Linked DNA regions of Macaca mulatta: region 1 is linked to region 2. A link is a contact called in public Hi-C data. All regions are on one chromosome and are shown on one strand. Each heading gives the region's core, a stretch centred on a gene start, on an enhancer-like site or on the middle of the called end of the contact. The rest is flanking DNA. Distances are from core to core; before and after follow the strand shown. Region 1 holds the start of HSP90AA1 (heat shock protein 90 alpha family class A member 1). Region 2 has its middle 55 kb from the start of PPP2R5C.

What was found. A called contact is a pair of places that touch in the nucleus more often than the background predicts.
Region 1: a Hi-C map of liver shows a contact between it and region 2, with 3 times the contacts expected there. The contact joins the promoter of HSP90AA1 here to the enhancer-like site in region 2. A contact is called at or near these places in 3 of 14 Hi-C or Micro-C datasets (fetal cortex germinal zone, fetal cortical plate and liver).

What each region holds. Positions count from the first base shown.
Region 1 is chr7:175,439,241-175,442,258 of T2T-MMU8v2.0, reverse strand. HSP90AA1 (heat shock protein 90 alpha family class A member 1) reads left to right here and starts at 1,751. Exons shown (of 11, transcript NM_001195667.1): 1 at 1,751-1,809; 2 at 2,408-2,569; 3 at 2,659-3,018. The coding sequence starts at 2,408.
Region 2 is chr7:175,050,461-175,053,514 of T2T-MMU8v2.0, reverse strand. No RefSeq gene overlaps it. Among named protein-coding and RNA genes, the nearest start is that of PPP2R5C, 55 kb to the left of the region's middle. Within about 2 kb of position 1,559, at least 23 of the 40 cell types and tissues checked have an H3K27ac peak or open chromatin away from gene starts, as enhancers often do. A contact at or near this core is called in liver, where this site is marked.

The DNA.
Region 1 (3,018 bases), core at 502-3,001, 390 kb before region 2:
GTTCCAAGTGAGGAGAGTGGGGACAGTGGCTGGTGGTGACAGGAAGGAAACAGGCGGAGGAGGCACTCGCCAGGGAAGACCTTGCGCCCCTTCAGCGACCTGCTCACCGCCACGCCTGCTTCCGGATTCCTCCCCGCCGGTCCCGGCTGCAGTGTAGGGAAGGCCTGGGCCGGGGGCGCCCCCCAAGGCTGCGGAACAGCTATCACGGGAGCCGGCACACACCCAGTAACCACCGCTGGGGCCCGCGCCACGTGGCTGCTAGTTTCCATCCACCCCGCTTTGTAATGCTGGGCAAGACGCTTTATGTTGATTTCACACACTCTTAAAGGGTCCCAGGCCGCAGTCTGAAAACCCCTGCTCCTGAGTAAGTTGGTTTCCCTAGAGACCAGGAAGCGGAGGTAGTTCCGTCGTTTGTTTACACGGTAAGGAGCTTCCAGATTATTCCGAGGACCTGGCTATGAGTTTAGGCAGGAGGAGGCCCAATCATGGGAGGCGCCAGAGAGGAAGAGGACATGGACGAGGCATGGGAGCCAAGTCTAAGGAACCCCAACACCTCTAAGGTTCTCATAGCTGGCCTTGACCAAAATATCTGAAAATTCTCATGTAGAAACTGGTTCTTCCAGCCTGAGCAACATGGTGAAACCCCAACTATACAAATAAATACAAAAACTAGCCGGGTGTGGTGTCCGCGCTTGTGGTCCTCCGCCCGCGCTCGTCCCAGTTACTCGGAAAGCTGAAGTAGGAGGATCACCTGAGCCCGGGAGGTCGAAGCTGCGGTGAGCCAAGATTGTGCCACAGCACCCCAGCCTGGGCGACAGAGGGACAGCCTGTCCAAAAACAAAAAAACACCAAACCTGTCTTTTAGGGAAGGTTAATCACCAAAATGTCAAGTGTTAGATACTTAATTTGGAGACCTCAAATCGATCGGCAAAACGATGGGCTTTTAAAAAGCATGCCGGGTGTAGCTGGGTAAGCATGAATTTATTCACCAAGGGCCCGATTCCCAAGCTAAGGGACCCTGAAGTGTGAAGGACATGGCTTCCGGGGAACCCAAAGGTAGGGAGCGCTCCTGAGCCAGCAGTGGGTCTGGAGACTCCCCGAGCGCGCAGGCCGCGGGACGGCGTCCCCTGCGCGCAGCAGCTAGAAGCCAACAGCCCAAAGGCCCCCAGGGAGCAGAGCCCCGCGATCCCGGCGCCGCCTGCGGCTGGATTTTTTGGCAGCGGGCGCGCCGTCCGTGAGGATGACGGCTCCGGTAGTCTCCCGGGCGTGCGAGACCCGGGGCGCTCCCCGTCCACGCACGGCCCTCCCTCCAGGCGCGCCTCCCGCCCCAGCCCCGCATTCTGCGCAGCCCGGGTGACCAAACTACACCTCACTTCAAAGGCCCCCACGCCCGGGCGTGCCCTCCGCCCGCGCTCGGCAGGTGGGAGTGCAGGGAGGAGGGCGCGGGCGGCCCCAGAAGGCGCCCGGACCTTCCCGAGAATTCCAGGCCGCGCAGGCGCATTGAGGTCGGCGCGGGGGCGTGCGAGAGGCGCGGGGCGGTGATTGAGGGAAGGTTTCCCGGGCTGGGCCATGAGCAGGGCCTGCGCGCGCCAGCGGGAGGGGCGGGCCACGGCGAGGGCGCAGGCGCAGGCGCGCGGCCGCGGCGGCGGTTGGGGAGGGTTCTTCCGGAAGGTTCGGGAGGCTTCTGGAAAAAGCGCCGCGCGCTGGGCGGGCCCGTCGCTATATAAGGCAGGCGCGGGGGCGGCGCGTCAGTTGCTTCAGCGTCTTGGTGCTGCTGTGCCGTGGAACGTTTGCAGCCTTTTAGCCAAGGTGTGAGGGGCGGTTGTGGGGGCCTGTGGAGGTGGATTGGGGAGTGGGGGCGGTTGGCGCGGAGCGGAGGCTGTGGGGGCCGAACGGGAGCCCTGAACCCGCCAGGGCCGCTCTCCCGGGAGGCCGCGCTGCCTATTCCGGAGGCCGTGGGCCCGCTGCTGTCTCCGCAGCCCGCCTCAGGAATGGGCTGGGCGGCTGCTCCCCGAGTCTCCGCGGCAGCCCCGGAGCTGGCGCCGCACGCGAGCAGAGCGGCCCTTTGGCTGGGGGCCCCCCGGGCGGCCCAGCTGGGGCGCAGGCGGAGGAGGCCGCCCTGGCGGAGCCGCGGCCCGCGCGGGAGGGCACACGGGGTGTCGGTTGGGGACCGCGGCGCGGGACTGGGCCGGGCCTGCAGTGGCCTCCCGGAAGCGCGCACACGCTCGTGGTAGTTACCGCGCTCCGAAATGAGGTCATCCTTTGTCAGCCGCCCTTCTATTTTCGGTTTACTTAAACTTCGCAAATCTGCAATCCGGCTTTAAAAATATTGGGAGGACGCGATGGAATCTCGTGTTGCCCCTGTAGACGCCCTGCAGGGTTTTAAACCGGCGCGGTGTCGTTCCAGATGCCTGAGGAAACGCAGACCCAGGACCAACCGATGGAGGAGGAGGAGGTTGAGACGTTCGCCTTTCAGGCAGAAATTGCCCAGTTGATGTCATTGATTATCAATACTTTTTATTCGAACAAAGAGATCTTTCTAAGAGAGCTAATTTCAAATTCATCAGATGTAAGTCGTTTATTAACCCAGAATAGGATTTTGGTTTCAATATGAACTTCTTGGGGGCTGTATGCTTAATTAATATTTTGTGTTAATAGGCATTGGACAAAATCCGCTATGAGAGCTTGACGGATCCCAGTAAATTAGACTCTGGGAAAGAGCTGCATATTAACCTGATACCAAATAAACAAGATCGAACCCTCACTATTGTGGATACTGGAATTGGGATGACCAAGGCTGACTTGATCAATAACCTTGGTACTATCGCCAAGTCTGGGACCAAAGCGTTCATGGAAGCTTTGCAGGCTGGTGCAGATATCTCCATGATTGGCCAGTTCGGTGTTGGTTTTTATTCTGCTTATTTGGTTGCTGAGAAAGTAACTGTGATCACCAAACATAACGATGATGAGCAGTACGCCTGGGAGTCCTCAGCAGGGGGATCATTTACAGTGAGGACA
Region 2 (3,054 bases), core at 310-2,809:
AGCCAATGGCTCCTCCAAGGTACTTGGGCTTTCAAACGTGTCCTGGTCCAAGTTGCTAAACTGCATGACGCTCTGATTCTTCACTCCTTTACTTGAACGCCTCTTGGTTCCCCTGCCCTCAAGACCTTTTAAAAGTGCAGTCCGACCATGCTGCCCCTTATGGGCAGTAGTGCACTTATGTGTAAATGTTTAACGACTGCTCTGGATAAAAAGCCCTGATTGGCAGTGTTTGCCAGTTTCCGTGGTGTCAATCTGCCTGTCATGGCCAATTTCAAACTACCAATCTGAAGTCACTGACTATGCCGTGGGGAAGAGATCAGTGGCACATCGTCACACAGGCTCTACTGTGCAGACGCACCGCCCAGAGGAAACGGCAGAGGAAACAATACAGTATAGTGAAATGTTAGAAAGTTTTGGGTATGTATTACCTGTTTTTGAATATACTGTAATCTTTAATAATGGCTGTGCATAACAGCGATCTGCAGAATTCCTGAAAACGTTAACAGTCTGCTTGTGAGCTGGCACAGGGTCAGACCCAGACTCCCGGGACAAAGCCTAAACGGGTGGCCCACTGCTGTCCAGACTCACCCTCCTCCACAAGCCGCGCCTCATGCTAGCTCCCTGGATCCGCTTGTGGGGCCCAGATGGACTCTGCTGGTCTTTGCCCTTCCACCCTCTGTCTGAACCTCCCTCCCTTCATCCTTCCCTTTCTCTTTCTCACCCTCTCTTTACCTCTGAGTATTTACGGAGCCCACTGCTATGTGGCAGGACTTTGCAAAGCCGGAGGATGCAAATGTGGCCTCCGCCCACTGGAGCTGGTGTCTTCTCAGAGCTGGGTCTCCAGAACCACATGAAGCTTCCAGGTTTGGGTGAATAGGGAAGACTCCTTGGCTGGAGCCATGAGGCCCTTTCTCAGCTAACCCTACAGCAGCCCCCATATCGGGCCCAGGACCCCCTCACTCACCTGGACAATACGCTGTGTGTTTCCCTTCTCTCCGAGCCCACCCTGGGGCATGCAATTCCAACAGCTCAGAGGCAGAGCTCCTGGGCGTATTCCCTTCCCAGATGGCCTGCGTGATGGCTTGGGGAGGTCCAGGATGGCTGTCCTCGGCGATCAGGAGCATGTGAGCACTGGTGGGGATGAGGGAGCCCAGAGGGTCGGTCCTACTACGCACCCCGCACCGTAATGGTCTGCTCGTGAGCTGGCACAAGCACACCCTACTACAGGGTCAGACCCAAACTTCTGGGACAAAACAGAGGACTTTCCTCTCTGCTGCACTGTGTGCGCCCCTAGCATTTCAAATTAAAGTCTGGCACCTTATACAGGGAGATATTTTGCTAGAACATGAACTTAAATGCATGCAGTATCATACAGGTCCAACAGGAAGCAGTATGGGGGTGCACAGTGCAGCCTCTGGAGACAAGACCTGGGCTCGGTCCTGCTTCTAAGAGTTACTGCTGTGTGACCTCAGGCAAGTTACTCAAATACTCTGAACCTCAGATTCTCGGCTGTGTAAGGGCAACAACAAATACTTCATGGTTGGTTGTGAGAATTGAGCTGACGCAAGAAACACCCAACAGTGGCTTGCATGTGCTGAATGCGCAGGAAGTTTTCTGCTGCGTAATTTGAGATACTAAAAGCAAAGATGATGATTGAGCGCCCTCTGGCGGCCAAATGGTACAATTACACCTTAGATTACGCCCAGCTCAATTTTTTACGCGGGGCTCAAGGACTCACAGGCCCTGCTGGTGGTGAATTGCCTGGGGCCCCTTCTTGCTCCGTTTCAGTTCCTTGGCCCCTGTGGTAGGCAGCCTCCTCATTAAAGGGGAGGATTTCACTGGACAGGCATCTTCACTACACCTGTCCCGGACTCTTCAGAACTAGCTCCTGTCTCTGATGCCTCGAGGGGGATCATCGTTCAGCTAAGGAAGCTGGTCCCTGCTGCAGCTGGGCTGAGGACTGCCAGGGATTCGGGGCCTTCGAAACGGAGACGACAGACCCTGTTTTGTGTGCGTGTGTGTGCGTGTGCGTGTGTGTGCGTGTGCGTGTGCGTGTGGCGCCAGACCCAACCCTCATGCCTCCATGTGAACGGCAGGGCCTCATTCTGGATTTTAAAAACCTAGTTGTTACCGGGCCTGCAGGTCGGCTGTATCCCTGCGGTTCTCTGCAGCCCCTGCCCCTGTGGGCAGTCATTCTGTGCGCCAGGCACTGTGCTGGGTGCTGGGGATATGGCACAGCACCCGGGGCTTAGGTTAGAGGGGGAGCTGGAGGGGAATTTGGGCGGGACTTCCGGAGTCCTGTCCCAGGGGGTGGAGAGGTCTTCCCTTCCCCCAGCGCTTCCTCATGCACAAGGCCTGTGCTGACACCTGGGCCACTCTGCCATGTTCCCTGCGGCCTTGAACTCAGTGACAGCCAATATTTACCAGCTCTGTCCAAGGGCCATGCGTGGTAGGCGTTTCCTTGAGCCCTCGAGATGGCCTTGAGGTCGGTACAACCTCCTGCCAGCACCATGCCCTCCGTTCTGCGGTGGAGGAATCGGACCTGGAGAGGTCGTGTTCACTGGCAAAGGGAAGTCAGGGTCAGGCTCTCAGAGCCCAGAAGCTCTCACCCCTCGGGCCGTGGTTCCTGCTGCCGCTGCCCAGTCCTTCCCTTTTTGCCGGGGAGCCTCCTCTCTCGGCCTGGGCCTCCTGAATTTCTTCCTGAAGGGAGTTTGGGGCAGGAATCCGGCGCCAGCAGCTTTTCACCCCACCCAGGGCTGCATGTCAAGCTGGGGCGGAAGAGGAGGCCCTCGGCGCACGTGCCTCCAGCGCTGCCTGCGGCGGCCTCGCCCAGGAAGTGCGGCTCAGCGGGAGCTCGCCCGTGTCCCTGCCCCCGGGGCGGTGCCGCCACGGCCTGGGAAGGAGGCCGAACCCCTGCTCCCGCGACCCCTGCATGGGCGGGGGAGGCCCCAGGCCCTAGCTGAAACCAGGCTCCCGAGTTTTCAACGAACTGCCGCGCCCGGCCCTTCACCCACGTGCTTTCCCTGCGGCGGCTCAGCCTGCAGCAGGCGGGAG